Linked DNA regions of Cricetulus griseus: region 2 is linked to region 1. A link is a contact called in public Micro-C data. All regions are on one chromosome and are shown on one strand. The core of a region is the stretch at or near the end of the contact, and the rest is flanking DNA. Distances in the headings are between cores, read along the strand shown.

Region 1 (7,495 bases), core at 2,189-4,688:
TTAACACTATGTTACATTTTTTGTTTAAAGTAAGTATAAACTTTATATGACATAATGACATTTGATTCCTGGTTTTCCCATGGTAAGAATTAGGGGGATAAATAAAATTGTTACTGGAAAAAAAAAAAAGAAAAAAGCAAGCTGCTTGTGGTAACTCACACCTATAATCCCAGCACTTGGCTGGGATGCTGAAACAGGAGAATTGCTACAAGTTTGGAGCTAGCTTGGGTTACTTGAGATTCTACCTCCAAAATTCAGGGGGAGATAATTGTTAGTTTTTTCTTCCCCTAAAATCTTTATCCCATCCAACACACCCTCGTGAGGACACTCCTGACCCTTCTAGATAACGGGGCAAGAACAGCCCTTGTTACAGGCTCTCACAGTTAACTGCTTGATAGTGTGACGTAGGAAAGTAGATGAGTGTGCTTTGTCCCCATGATTCTCATTACTCTCTAGAGTGATGGAGAGGCGAGTTATTTTAGGGCCAAGGACTGTCTCTGCTCTAGAATATCCATTTTGTCCACAGGAGGCAAAGTGACAGTTCTGCACCCATATTTTGCTGAGAATTTCTGTCTTCTTTACCGGTTCTTAAGGCAGTTTTCCTTAGCTCTGTGGGCAGTGTGTAAACATGGAGCTAAGTGGGGACAACCACCAGTGTCCATCCTGGAGTCAAATCGTCTGAGTGAAGTTCTGGATGTCCTTGGAAACTGAGGTCTTATGGAAGTGCCCAGGCTTCTGTGACCTTCCATGGGAAATGAAGACTATCCTAGTTTTGAGCATTAACTATGCATAACATATCATGGTAGGCATTTTATACAAAGAGGGCTCAATAATTTTAACATTGTTATTAGTTTAAGAGAGCCCAAAGGAATGGGTGTGGTGGTGAACACCTTTAATCCCAGCCTTCAGGAAGCAGAGTCAGATGGATCTCTGTGAGTTTGAGGTCAACCAGTGTACATAGTTTCAGTTCAGCTATGGCTACATAATGAGATCCTGTCTCAAAACAAACTAAAGCAAAATATACCCAGAGAGACCAGAAAGATGGCTCAGTGAGTAAAAATACTTTCGAACAAATCTGATGACCTGAGTTGTTTGATCCCAGAACCCGAATAAAGAATCCAGCCATATTTGGAGCCACAGTGCTCTCTTCCACCTAGATGGGGGTGGGAGACAGGCAGAAACCGAAGATGGAGGGAGAGAACCAACCTATGGCATGGGAGTGCATATCACTTTGTCTTTTCACCACAAAAATTATTAAGTCAGCCATTTGTTCCCAAGCTGAGAAACAGCGTCCAGAGATAACGTGAGTTGTTCCCAGACAGTCTGACAATATAATAGGAGAGAAGAGAAAGGACGGAAACGATTCTGGCCAATGAAAGGGCTGGGGTGTGGCTCTAGTTGGTAGTGTGTGGGCCTCACAAACAGGAAGCCCTGGGCTAGGTTCCCAGCACAGCATAAACCAGGTGGTATCCAGTGCTTGGGAGGTGAGGCAGGAGGATCAGAAGTTCAAGGCCATGCTCAGATGTATATGGGTTTGAGGCCAGCCTAGGCTACATGACAAGGCTGTCTCAAAATAATAAAATAAAAAAAGGGCTGGATGCTGGGCGGTGGTGGCGCACGCCTTTAATCCCAGCACTCGGGAGGCAGAGGCAGGTGGATCTCTGTGACTTCGAGGCCAGCCTGGTCTCCAGAACGAGTGCCATGATAGGTTCCAAAGCTACACAGAGAAACCCTGTCTCGAAAAACCAAAAAAAAAAAAAAAAAAGAGCAAAGGTGCTTGCCACTCAGGACTGGCAACCTGTGTTGTTCTGACTTTGATTCTGTGCTGTGGCTCATACCTGTCCTCTAAGCACTTAGAGGAGTATGCAGCTTGAACTTTTAACATATCCCTGCCCTGCCCCTGCAAAAATATGGAACCAAAAATGATGAGTAAGCAGTTATTGTTAAAGACTTAAGCATCTACTTCCCCTACCACACAGTTTGGACCATCTGAACCAGTATCTCCAGGTTTATGTTCAACCCTCCAAGATTTCTCCCAAGTAGCTCCAAGGAGCCCTGCATCCTCCCTCACTGGTCCAGAAGATAAACAGGTGCTGGAGTAGACATTTGTGGATCTCGACTTAAAAACTGAAAGCAGTTTTGTACACAGTAAGGCCAGAAATGATGCATGGCTACAAAGGTATCCGCTTCCGTTACAAAACACCTCTAAGTCCAAAAGCTAAGTTAATTTTCTTTTCTGAGACCACGGCACCCCCTAATGGAAATTGCTATTATCTCTCCCGTGAGAGAGTGAGTGTGTGTGTATGTGAGTGTGTGTGTGTGTGTGAGAGTGTGTGTGTGTGTGTGTGTGTGTGTGTGTGTACAATAACAAAAACAAAAAAAAAAGCTGGTAGGTTTTCTAGGCAAGCTACTCAAGAAAATAGGAGAGAAGATGGCACAAACTAAATCAGAATGAATGAAGAAGCAGCAAAGAAAGTATATACTTGAGACAGGGTATCTGTGGCTCAGACTGACCTGTAGCAGAGCCTGACCTTGAATTTCAGATCCTCCGTCCTCCATCTCCTGAGCAATGGGGATTGGATTACAGGCGTGACATACTCAGAGGGAGAAATCGTTTAAAATGGAAACATCTACATTAAGAAAGAGTGTGTTTTACATTTTTAAATTGGAAACAGTAAGTACTGTTCAGCTGGGTTCAGTGATGTTGAGGAAGGAGGAAGGCCTCCCAGAAATACAGCATGAGTTAAAGGACAGTCTAAACAACATTAGTGAGCTCCAGTTCCAAAATAAAAACATAAAAAGTGGGTCGAGGATGTTGCACGGTGCTGAAATGCCTGTCTACATGTGAGAAGCCAGGGTCCAATCCTTAGTATTGGGGTTGGGGTGTGCATTCACGGAGCCATTCCCTGTTATTGGCTGCTCTTCATTGTCAACTCCACTAGATTTAAAATCACCCAGGAGACTCCCTTCTGGGTGTCTGTGGAGGTGTTGTCAGATTTAACTGGTAGGGGAAGACCTACCTGGCATGTGGATCACGGGGGCTGGCAGCCCATGCTGAGGAAAACTGCTGACCACCGACGCAGACCAGTGTTCATCTCGTCAGCTTCCTGTCTGCAGACTCAAGTGTGAGCAGCTGCTTCACACTCTGACACCTTGACTTCCTCACCCTGGTGGACTGTACTCTGGAACTGTGAACCATAATAAACTCTCCCTTCATAAGTAGCTTTTGTCTGGTATTTTGTCCTAGCCATGAGAAAATAATAAACTCTCCCTTCATAAGTAGCTTTTGTCTGGTATTTTGTCCTAGCCATGAGAAAATTAACAATACACAAGCCACACGGTCTCTTGTACTATTCCAGGACTTGGCCAGCAGGGGGCTCACATAACTTTAAAAAATAGATACAAAGCCAGCCTGATCCTCAAAGCGAGTTACAGGACAGTCAGGACTATATAGACAGACCCTGTCTGAAAAAAAAAAAAAAAAAAAAAAAAAAAAAAAAAAAAAAAAAAAAAGAAAGAAAAGAAAAAGAAAACCTGAATAAATAAATACAGGACATTTAAAGAACCCTGAAAGCAGGAGGTAGAAGTGGGAACATGCTATGTAACAAAACAAAGCCATGTTTAAAGAACAAAAAGGGTAGAGGGGTACAGTAGGGATGGCTTATCTCTGCCCCAAAATCAGAATCACCAACTCAAGCTGACAAGACTTGAAGGCTGATGATAGCTCAGAGAGAGAATGGAGTCATCTAGAACTGCTCCTTCATGTGGCTGTAAACGATGCTGGTTCTAATGTACCTTACACTGATAAGTTGTCATGTATTGTTTGATCTCACTAGGAAGCTGGCTCTGGAAGTAGGCTTCTCCCTTTCCCCTATTTCAGACCCCAGCATGCCTGTCTCACAGTGTCCTTCCAGTCTCCTTGTCTATAAATTGGCTGCCCCCCTCCCCACACACATACTCTGTGACAGGGAAAAACAGGGTGTTGGATGCATCTCATCTGAGGCTGTAAGCAGGATCACGAACATCTGGCTTCTTAGAAGACATCTTTTTTAAAAATTAATTTTATTTAGCTATTTTACCATCAGGGCGTTTTCTTCTCATGTCCAGGATGGTAGAGTCTATGTGCATCCCAAGAGAACTAAGGGGAAGATGTGTAACTTTGTCTCATAAAACCGGTGTCATTTCCTCCTTAGTCAGCTTCTCCCAAGGAGATACAGACTACATTGCTCAAGTGAGTACACAGAAATAGCCAAGATACAATGACTGGAAATTATTTAGTGACTGCAGTCCAATGTCCGGTCTTTCTTTTTTGAGAAGCCGCACCCACACTCAGGTTTGTAAGGTGTGTCCTGTCTTTTCTAAACTCCCCCTTGTCTTTCAGTGTCTGTACTTAAGTCTGTATTAAACAGAGTGGTGTCTATACGAATAATCCATACCAGCTCTCAGGAGGTGGAGGCAGGAGATGTCTCCTGAAGGACATCTGAAACATTTTAAACGTGAAGATTAAGAGAAAGAGATGAGAAAGAATAAGACATACTTAAGTGTTCATATGGGCTCTCCAGGGAGAGTCACACTTAAGTATCTCAACATAAGCCATATATACCTGACGTTGCATCTCAAACGGTTGCTTAGGAACACACGTTTGTAGGGTTGTTCTAGAGGAGCCATCGGAGTTGCTTGGAGGATTTGTGGTGAGAGTCCTGGAAAACTGTTTCTTCACAAACGGGAAGGGTCATAATGCCTTAAGTAAATGTTGCTAATTGATTGGGTTTGCAGTACTTTACTTTCTTTTCTCTTTCTTTTTCTTTTTCTTTTTCTTTTTTTAAGATAGGTTCTTTCTATTAAGTAGCTCCAGCCATCCAGAAACTCACCATATAGACCAGGCTGGCCTTGAATTTACAGAGATTCACATACCTCTGCCTCCTGAATGCTGGGATCAAATGCACATGACCCCATGCCCAGCCCTACAGTTCTTGATTCTCAATTGGCCAGAGATTTCTTCAGCCTGACCCTGATGTGAGGGGCTCCTTTCCCATATCCCCTTAAGTTTCTGTCTTCCTATCCTCTTGACACATGGACTTCTTAGTTTCTTTACTCTCTCACCTCTCTGTGAAAACAGGGTCTCCCTAGTCCTGGCTACTGGAGCTTGCTATGTAGCCCAGGTTGACCTGGAACTCACAGAGGCACCAGCCTCTGCCTCCCAAGTGCTGGAATTAAAGGTGTGTACCACCAGCTGTGTAGAATAGATTTGAAATCAGTGGTTCTCAACCTTCCTAATGCTGCAACTCTAAAATACAGTTCCTCCTGGTGTGGTGACCCCCAACCATAAAATTATATTCTTTGCTACTTCATAATTATAACTTTGCTACTGTCATAAGTTGTAATATAAATGTCTGATATGCAGGATATCTGATATGGGACCCCAGTGAAAGGGTCATTCGACCCCCAGAGGGGTCAAGACCTATGGGTTGAGAACTGCTGTTTTAAGTAAAGTTCCTGTGTAAAAGGAGCTTGTGGACATCAGTGTAAATGGCCAGGGTTTGGATCTAGGCCCATCACTTAATAGGATGGGATCACAAGTATGTCTATAACTTTCCCTGACTTGTAATGTTTGATGATGCTGGTTAAATCCATGATTACAAGGATTTGATGGCACTGTAAAGTAGCTTGATGCAAAGTAAATGCGAAACGAACAATTATGATTTCAAAGTTCACATTAGTGAATTAAAGATTCTAGAAGTTCAGTTGTGGTGGTGCACACCTTTAATCCCAGCACTTGGGGGAGGCAGAGGCAAGCAAATCTCTGAGTTTGAGGCCAGCCTGGTCTGTAGAGCACAGAGAAACCCTTTCTCAAAAGACAAAAACAAAACAAAACAACAAAAACAAACTTTGAAAGTTACTTAATGAACGGCAATCTTCCTAAGTTAACTGTGGAACTGTTGGGCCAGGCAGGGGTTGGGGGTGGGGTGCACCACTGCAATCACAACACTCAGGCTAATGGATTTCTGAGGCCAGCCTGGTCTTCAAGGCTACACAGATGAAACCTGTGGCGGGGGTTGGGGTGGAGGATTAAGCTGGAGTGACAGGAACTCAGTTGGAACAAAAGCACCCATTTCCCTTGGGAGCTCTTGTGGTTCTCCTGGCCACAGCCCTGCTACAGAGAGGGTTGGGCCTGCCATTTCTCTGCCCCTCTCTCCTCCTGCAAATGTGTGGCCCCTGAGAGTCACATCCGGCCCCCACTGTCCAGAAATGAGCTCAGCCCCCACTCCTCCCCCCCTTCCCGTGACTCACGCTGGACTACCCGGAAAGCTCTATTGAGACCGTGGGACCGGGCAAGAAGGCAGGACGGCCAGGGGACACGGCGTGGCGGTCCCCCCCCCTTCCCCGCCCCGCCCCGCCCCAGAAGGAACCCGAAGCTTGGGATGGGCCAAAAGTCTGCAAGGCCCCAGGTCCGCAGTTTGGTCTCATGTTTTCTAGAAATGCTTTGCAACCCAGGCCAGCCCCAAATTATCTGGGAAGCCACCACACACGACATCCCTCTGTTTTCGGTTGGCTTCCTTTGTAACCAGTGTTGCAAACGCGAACTTGCTTTCTTCCTGTGAGATAGGTCTATCTGTACAAACCAGCCTCGATAAATCTTCCACCTCAGTCTGGACTCCATGCTATGTGTATTATTATTATTTTTAAAGTAACAAATGTACTTTTAATTGATTTTTCAAGTAAAAACTACACAGGGAGGAGGATCAGCGATTAATTCTGGCTCTAATTTATCAGAACCATATCATCTACATTAGAAAAAAACAAGGCATTATGTCCTCACGGGTCACATGTGCGGCTGGCCACCAAATCTGGTCTATTATATTACATATTTCTTCTTCAGCTCTTCCACTTTCTCCACATAGGTTTTCATGGCACTTTCCTTTGAAGTTCCTTTAAGTTTATTCCAGGAATCCCATTTGGCCTTGCCGTTGAGGGCCAAAAGCCCGGGCCGATCGATCTGTATTTACATCGCCCACGGTGGCTTGTTTGAAGTGGCTGTAGATGAAGAGCATCTCTTCGTCAGTTGGCTGGGTCTCCAGGCGCTTCACCTCCTCAGCAGCTTTGTCAAATTCAGCCTGAGACATTCTGGCGAGGTGATCTGGATCTCGAAAGCCCGGGAGCAAGTACAGGCAGGTAGCACTCAAGTTCTATGTGTATTATTATTACATTGTCTGTTAATATAAGAAAATACCGTAACGGGTACAAAACCGAGTTCATTTAGCTTTCGATTGGAGGCCAAAGGCTCAGTATCAAGTGCTGTCATGTGTCAGTTGTCTGGTGAGGATCTCATGGTGAGAGGAGACAGGTGGAGAGACCCGCTGATCAGAAGCCGAGAGAATTGAGGGACCAGACTTAAAACAAACGAACAAACAACAAGAACAACAAACCCAACTTTATCATAAGAGCTACATTCATAATGAAAGCAACTGCAATGATCTGGACACCTTCCAGCAGC
Region 2 (7,495 bases), core at 4,906-7,405, 200 kb after region 1:
TCTTCTACTTACTGAAAGCATCCAATCAAGAACAAAGGCTCTTCAAAGCAATGGATTAAAAGCCCCAATCTGGTAATAACCTCCCCTTCATGTCTTTTACTGTGAAGCCCTAAAATTCTTCATAGACAGCAATTGGGTAACTTTAGATGGAGGATAACCCCATACAGATATATGCAACTAATATTTTTAGAAGATCCAAAACAGAACCACAGCAAGAATAGAATTTACCTGCCTGTCTTCTCGTGTGTGTGTGTGTGTGTGTGTGTGTGTGTGTGTGTGTGTGTGTGTGTATGTGTGAGTGTGTGTGTGTGTGAGTTTGTGTGTGTGTTGGGGGTTGGGGGATAGTAACTGTTACAGGTAGCCCATCAGAGATGACCACTCAGACACATTTTAGCCAACTGAAAGTCCTTTTTCCAGTGGGCTGGGACTGCATCCAGGCATTTGGGGACCCAGGTATGGCCCAGAGTGTCCAGACCATAGGGTTTTTAAAGGAAGAAACCATGTCTCAGCATCTTGCTCAGCAGCTGAACAGGGGTTCACAGAAGTAAGCAGTTTGAAGCAAGCAGTTTTAACAGAAGCTGAGATAAGTAGTTAGCTGGGGTGGGGGTGTGTTCCCCACAAGCAGGCAATTTAACCAAAGCTAAAATAAGTTAGTTGGGAAATACTGGCCTTTGGTTCCTAGAATAGAGTCGGGTAACTTTCCATGGATTCTCCATGAAGGAGATCACATTCTAGTTAAAATTGAATACAGTGCAACTTAACTCAGCAAGAATCCGAGATGGAGGAACCTGGTCTTGCCTGTCATGGTGACAAGAGGAGAGCGGCAAATGAAGTCTTACTGTGGAGCCTGACATGACACTGCTGATAGAGTTGGTGGGAGCTACATTTCAAACTTGTGTTCAGTTGCTCCTGCTGTCTCTTTCCTGAGAGATATAACGACACTAGCAGAGGGAAATACAACACAGGGAGGGGTGCCACCAGTGTAGGATGAGGCGCTCCTCGGAGATTCTGGGGCCTCTACTGGGGTTACCCAGGCCCTTGGCATCTGCCACAGAAAAGAATATGAGAAGGAGTCAAGAGTGAAAAGAGTGGGTGAATTTATTAAGTAGGAAGACACGGATCTCTTGAAGAGAGTGAGAGTGTGAGCATTAGGAGGAAAAGAGATGCTCTGATGCGTCCCATGAATGACTCTATGTGTCATTTTGGGACTTTGAGATACTTAATTTGCAGCTAAGCTTAAATATCAAGGAGAGTTTGTGTTGGTAAATTTTGTTTTCTACGGAATTCTGTTCTTAAAGAGGAAACTTTTTCTTTGTTTCTTTGTATTTTCAAGACAGAGTTTCTCTTCATAGTCCTGGCTGTCCTGGAACTTGCTCGTAGACAAGGCTGGCCTGGAAGAGGAAGCTTTTTAAGGTACATTGTCTAGGCTTGTTGCTGGAGAAGGGGTGCTAGAGATTGATTCAAGAGATCTTTACTTACAAAGAGCACAAGAAAGTTGGACTGAAGCATAGATTAGTCATTTTTAACAGCCTTGTTTGTGATATTTTTTTCTGAAAGGGGAGTACAGGTTTTTTTGTTTTTTTGTTTGTTTGTTTTTTTGTTTTTTTTCCTGTAGGTGGCCCAGTCAGTTATGAAGAAAACACCTGAGAGTCATCCAGCTAGGCAAACCAGGACTGAGGGACTGTTCCCTCTATTTCCTAACTAGCTATTCTGCTGAAGAACCAGCCTGCCTCCATCTTAGGCTTAAAAGTAAAGACAAACTAGGTTCATTCCTGTTTATGATTAAACCTTGGCTTCTTAAATATTTTCCTATGCCCCACTGTAGGAGGAATTTTTTGTCCCATCTGTCAGCACCCAAAATAACACACAGAGACTTATTAAGTACAAAAAACTTGGTCAATTGCTTAGGCTTGCTCCTAACTAGTTCTTATAACTTAAATTAACCCATATCTTTTAATCTACGTTCTTTTATGTGGCTTGGTTACCCCTACTCTATACTCCCCCTGGTGCTTCTTCTCCATCTGGCTGGCAACTCTACCCTTCTTCCTAGGGTTCTCTCTGCCGAAAAAATCCTGCCTAGCTAGTGGCCATTTAGCTTTTTATTAAACCAATCACAGTGACATGTCTTCACGCAGTATAAAGGAATATTCCACAACACCCCACAATGGTTCTGTACTGCCTGTTCCAGGAATTGGAATCATGTCTTTGTTTCGGGAGGTCATTACGACTAACTTGTTATGTTTGTGTTCTGCACCTGTAACCCCATTTATTTTGACCACCAAATCTCCCATTTGGTATCTATCTATCTATCTATCTATCTATCTATCTATCTATCTAGATATAGATATAGATATAGATATAGATATAGATATAGATATAGATATCATGTCTTCTTCACATCTTGAGCTGCTGTCTAAAATCTCGACTTAGGGTGAGACAGCCGGCTGGCTAGTCCTAGGTGCACCTCTAAAATAAAGCTTGCTTTAGTTGGACAGTTTTGGACTTGGTCTTTCTCCTCACAATTTTCAGGTTTAAAACTGCCTGATTAATGTTAAAATCTGAGAAATCTAGTGTAAGTGTTGTAGCTTTGAAAGATATCCTGGCAACCAGGAGCCAAGGAATACTAAAGTCACATGGCACAACAAACCTCACACAAGAGATTTATTCGGAGGGGGGAAAAACCAGGAGGGTGGCTGCCTCCACTCAGGGGAGAAGCACCAGGGAACTGAACAGAAGATAGAGCTTATACAGAGAGTTTCTTGGGGTGGTGGTGGAGTTTTCCAGGTTGGCCTGGAATGGGTGGGAATTTTTGTGTTCAGATCTTAGGGCAAGCTTAGAGATTGGTAGGATTCTGTGGTCAGACTCTGGGGCAAGCTTGGGCATTGATGAGATTCTATTGCTAGGCTCTGGTCTTTGGCTCAGGGTCAAGTCAGGGTTAGGGTCAGGGTCAGGGTCAGGGTCAGGGTGTTTTTCCTTTGGCTCTGGTCTTGGGGTCATCAGAGCCTTTGGGGTCAAGTCAGGGTCAGGATGTTTCTTCTTTGCCCTGGTCTCAGCATCAGGTCAGGGTCAGGGTGTTTCTCCTTTGCCCTGGTTTCAGGGTCAGGTCAGGGTCAGGGTGCAGTTTCCTTGGCCCTTTTACCCTACAACTGAGAACTTCTTTTCTTTTTTCCTTTTATTGAAAACAGACTTTTTTCCTTACACATAATATCTCTTGCTTATTGTTTCCCCTCTGTCTACTCCCCCCTGCTTCCCCTCCCATCTGGGCCTATCCCCTTTCTGTTTCTGTTTAGAAAACAAACAGGCTTCTAAGGAATAATAATAAAATAAAACATAGTAAAATAAAACAAAATCTAACACATTGGAATAGGACAAAAGAAACAGAATGAGAAGACCCAAGAAAAGGCACAAGAAACAGATATGGACAGAGTCTCACTGGTTTGCACACTCAGCAATCCCATAAAAATACTAAACTAGAAGCCATAATACACATGCAAAGGGCCTGTAGGGTAAAAGAGAGAGAAAAGTGTAGATAAAATAAAATAAAAAATAAGATTAAAAACCAAACAAAACAAAAATAAGAGCAAAAAGGAAAAGCCCTGGAGACATTATGAGACAAGGAACCTCCAAAGATGCCAATGAGGTCCTTTTCTGTTGGCCCTCTACTGCTGGGCATGCAGCCTACCTTCATGAGAAGTTGTCTCCTCAGTGAGACTCCCCTGAAGAAAACTAAATTGTCATTTTCACGTGATTATTGTATAAACTGATGATTTGGCCACTCCATGGTATGGTTAAGGGTAAGTTCTTTCTTTCTTTCTTTCTTTCTTTCTTTCTTTCTTTCTTTCTTTCTTTCTTTCTATCTTTCTTTCTTTCTTTTGTATATATGAAAGCGAGAAGAGCCAGAGGCGTCTGGAAGGGTTCAGGGCAGAGAGAGAAAGAAGTAGCCTGAACATAGGTAGTAGACTGGACCTGGCCATGGGAGAAGCAGAGCGTGTGGTGGTGGGGAGATTGCAGGGAGACAGAGAGAGAGAGGGAGGGAGAGAGAGAGAGAGAGAGAGAGAGAGAGAGAGAGAGAGAGAGAGAGAGAGAGGCCAAAATAGCAGGGTTAAAAGGAGAATGAGTAGCTGTGGGGAGGGAACCCGAGTCCTGGAAAAGTTCAGGGTAGGGGAGGAGGTGAGAAGGGCTAAGATGGTAGCATGGATTCTGAAATGTCTAACAGGTACTTCCGGCACTGAGGGAACCTGGAGATTTGGAAATGGAGTTTCCTTTGACCTGACAGTTATCAATTTGAGGTTACTTCTGAGTTAGGATGGGTCATGCTTCTACTTCTCCTTTCAGCTGTAGGACCCCGTCTGAGGCAGACCTGTGCAGGCCCTGTGCATGCTGTCTCCGTCTCTGTGAGTTCATATGTGCATCGATTCTGCTGTCTTTAGAAGAAAGCTTTGTTTTATTGGTGGCCTCCATCCCCTCTGGCACTTATGCTCTTTCTGCCTCTTCTCCTGGAGGGTTCCCTGAGCTCTGAGGGAAGGGATTTGATGGAGACATCTCCTTTAGGTCTGAGTGCTCCAAGATCTCTCGCTATCTACATAATACCTGGCTGTGGGTCTCTGTATTTGTTCCCATCTGCAGCAGGAGGAAGATTTTCTGATGATGGCTGAATAAGGCACTGATCTATGAGTATAGCAGAATGTCATTACCCTACTGTATGTATGTATGTATGTATGTATGTATGTATGTATGTATGTATTATAACAGCAGTATTTGGTTTTACCCTAGGAACCTGGGCTATCACCCAAACAGTGTTGGGTTTGGGTTCCGTCTCCTATAGTGAGCCTTAAGTCAAATCAGATGTTGGTTGGTTACTCCCATAAGTTTGTGTCGCCATTACACTAGGATATCTTGGGTCAGGACACCTCTGTAGATCAAAGGGCTTGTGGCTGGATTGGTAATGTACATGTCCCTTTTGGTAGCATGCAGAGTACCTTCCTGTACCAAAGATGCTAACACTTAGGAGCAAAGGCTCTATGTAGGCAGCTCAACTTCTCCATGTTCAATGAATTATGTAGGTGTTGCCTTCAGCAATAGAGCCTTGTCATCCGATGGTGGAGAGTGACCTATAGTCTCGGCAGCAGCCTGAGTTGTTTGGGAGTTCCTATGGGACCCTTTTGACCAACAACTCAATTAGATGTAATCCAATCCTGGTACTGGAAGCTTCATTTAGTGACAAGAAATATCCAGTTGTGGCTCTGTCTCCTCCGTTATTTTGTGATATCATTTAGATAGCATATATATATATATATATATATATATATATATATATATATGAAGCTTCTATCTTATTAGGTTTTCATACCACACCTCAAATGGCCCTTAATTTTAGCTCTATCTCCTCCTTTCCCTCCCCTTCTCCATTTGATCCTTTTATTCTAGCTCTCCCCTCCATCCATAACCATCTACTCTATTCCCCTTTCCTGGGGAGATTTGTCAGTCTCACTCTAGTCCTTCCTCTATACCTGACCTCTGTGGTTCTGTGGATTGTAGCCTGGTTAGTGACTTAATAGCTTAAATGCACATATAAGCGAAAACATTCCATATTTGTCTTTCTGGGTTGGGGTTACCTCACTCGGAAAGATTTTTTTTCTAGTTCCATCCATTTACCTGCATCATTCATTCATTCATTCATTCTTTCTTTCTTTCTTTCTTTCTTTCTGCCTGAGTAAATACTTTATTGCGTAAATGTACCACATTTTCTTTATCCATTCTTCTGTTGAGGCACATCTAGGTTGTTTCCAATTTCTGGCTATTATGAATAGAGCAACAATGAACATGATTGGGCAAGATTCTCTCTCTGTGGTAGGATGAAGCGTCCTTTGGGTGAATATGCCCAAGAGAGAGGTATTGCTGGACCTGGAGGTGGATCGATTTCCATCTTCACTGATTTCCATAGTGGCCGTACACGTTTTGCAGTCGCGCCAGCCATGGACGAACTTTATTTTCTATCTTGAACTTTGGAGGGTTGTGTGGAAAGCTGCTCTGACTGGAGCTTACCCAGCACAGCTTCCTCCGAATCCGTCATTTTCCCCATAGCCGTGGTCCTCCCGCGGCGCTGTAAGGGGCTGGAGGTACCCAGAGGTCGCTCTAGTCGGCAACTCGGTGGCCCGGCAGCGGCTGCCGGCCTTCCAGGCGCCGCCATGTTGGGAGCGCAGGGCTCGAACCATGGCGGCGAGCCCCAGGCTGCGGCTGCCAACCCCGGCAGCTCAGCTGGGCACACCGTGCAAGTGCGGCCAGGACTGTATCTAGGCGGGGCAGCGGCGCTGGCGGAGCCAGACCGCCTGATGGAGGCCGGCATCACCGCCGTGCTCACGGTAGACTCGGAACCGGGCTTCCAGGCTGGGGCCGGGTTCGAAGGCCTCCGGAGCCTCTTCGTGCCGGCGCTGGACGAACCCGAGACCGACTTGCTCAGCCACCTGGATCGCTGCGCGGCCTTCATCGGCCAGTCCCGAGCCGAGGGACGGGCGGTGTTGGTGCACTGGTGAGTGAGGGGGCAGCCGTGCCTCGAACCCTGTCCCGCTCTTCTGCGGAGCGCCAGGAGTGAGGGACCGGCTGTCACAGCTGAGATCCTCGCTGCTCATCCTCCTCCGTGGGACGTGTGGCTCAAAGAGGAGGGGAGGGTGGGGAGACCGGCCTCTGGTTTGTCTTTAGCTTGGCTAATTTTGCCGCATCCGTCCGCCCGTCTGTCCGCCCGTCCATCCATCCATCCTCTACCTACCTCATCTCTCTCTCTCCACTTACCTCGTCTATCATCTACATCTCTCTACCTACCTCATCTATCATCCATCCATCCATCCATCCATCCATCCATCCATCCATCCATCCATCATCTTTCTCTTATGTCTCATCTGTCTATAGTTTTGGAGTTGGGTTCATCAGATAAGGTTTAGAAGCTCTGCAAGAGAAATCAGACGCCCATGCCAGTGAATGTAGTTCAGGCCAGATGTATTGGGGTGAACATATGAAATACCTTTCTTCCTCGTCTTAAAAGTCACTGTGGCTAACAAGAGAAAAACATGGCAATTTTGTTTTTGAGACAAGGTCTTACTGTGTAGATCTGGCAGGCCTGGAACTCGCGACGTGGAGCAGGCTGGGCTTCAAAACCACAGATACCCGCCTGTGTCTGCCTCCAGAATGCTGCACACCTTTAGTGCACCGCCATGCCTGAGAATTTTCAAAGTTTTACATGACAGGAACGGGAAAATGCCTGGATTAATTAAGACTAGACAGTCGTATAGGAATGTGATTGGACAAAAGGAGTGTAATCTAGAGAGGGGAAACCCAGCCTGACCTGTATTGATCTTCTCCTCTGGGGTATAGGGCAAGGTCCTTTCTGGAATGATGGCTGTAGGATACACCAGAATAAGTAGATGAGAGAATTGATTTGACCTGCTAGCACATAGGGCAGCCATTCTAGTCCTGCGGCACATTTCCAGTCTTAAGAGAG

What was found. A called contact is a pair of places that touch in the nucleus more often than the background predicts.
Region 2: a contact with region 1 is called in a Micro-C map of the CHO-K1 cell line, with 5 times the contacts expected there. The contact joins the promoter of Dusp12 here to the promoter of Cfap126 in region 1. A contact is called at or near these places in 2 of 8 Hi-C or Micro-C datasets (both in the CHO-K1 cell line).

Annotation. Positions count from the first base shown.
Region 1 is chr5:21,744,848-21,752,342 of CriGri-PICRH-1.0, forward strand. It overlaps Cfap126 (protein Flattop), which reads right to left and starts at 3,439. Exons shown (of 6, transcript XM_035445223.1): 1 at 3,021-3,439. It also overlaps the pseudogene LOC103164124.
Region 2 is chr5:21,945,551-21,953,045 of CriGri-PICRH-1.0, forward strand. It overlaps Dusp12 (dual specificity protein phosphatase 12), which reads left to right and starts at 6,156. Exons shown (of 6, transcript XM_027417056.2): 1 at 6,156-6,529. The coding sequence starts at 6,189.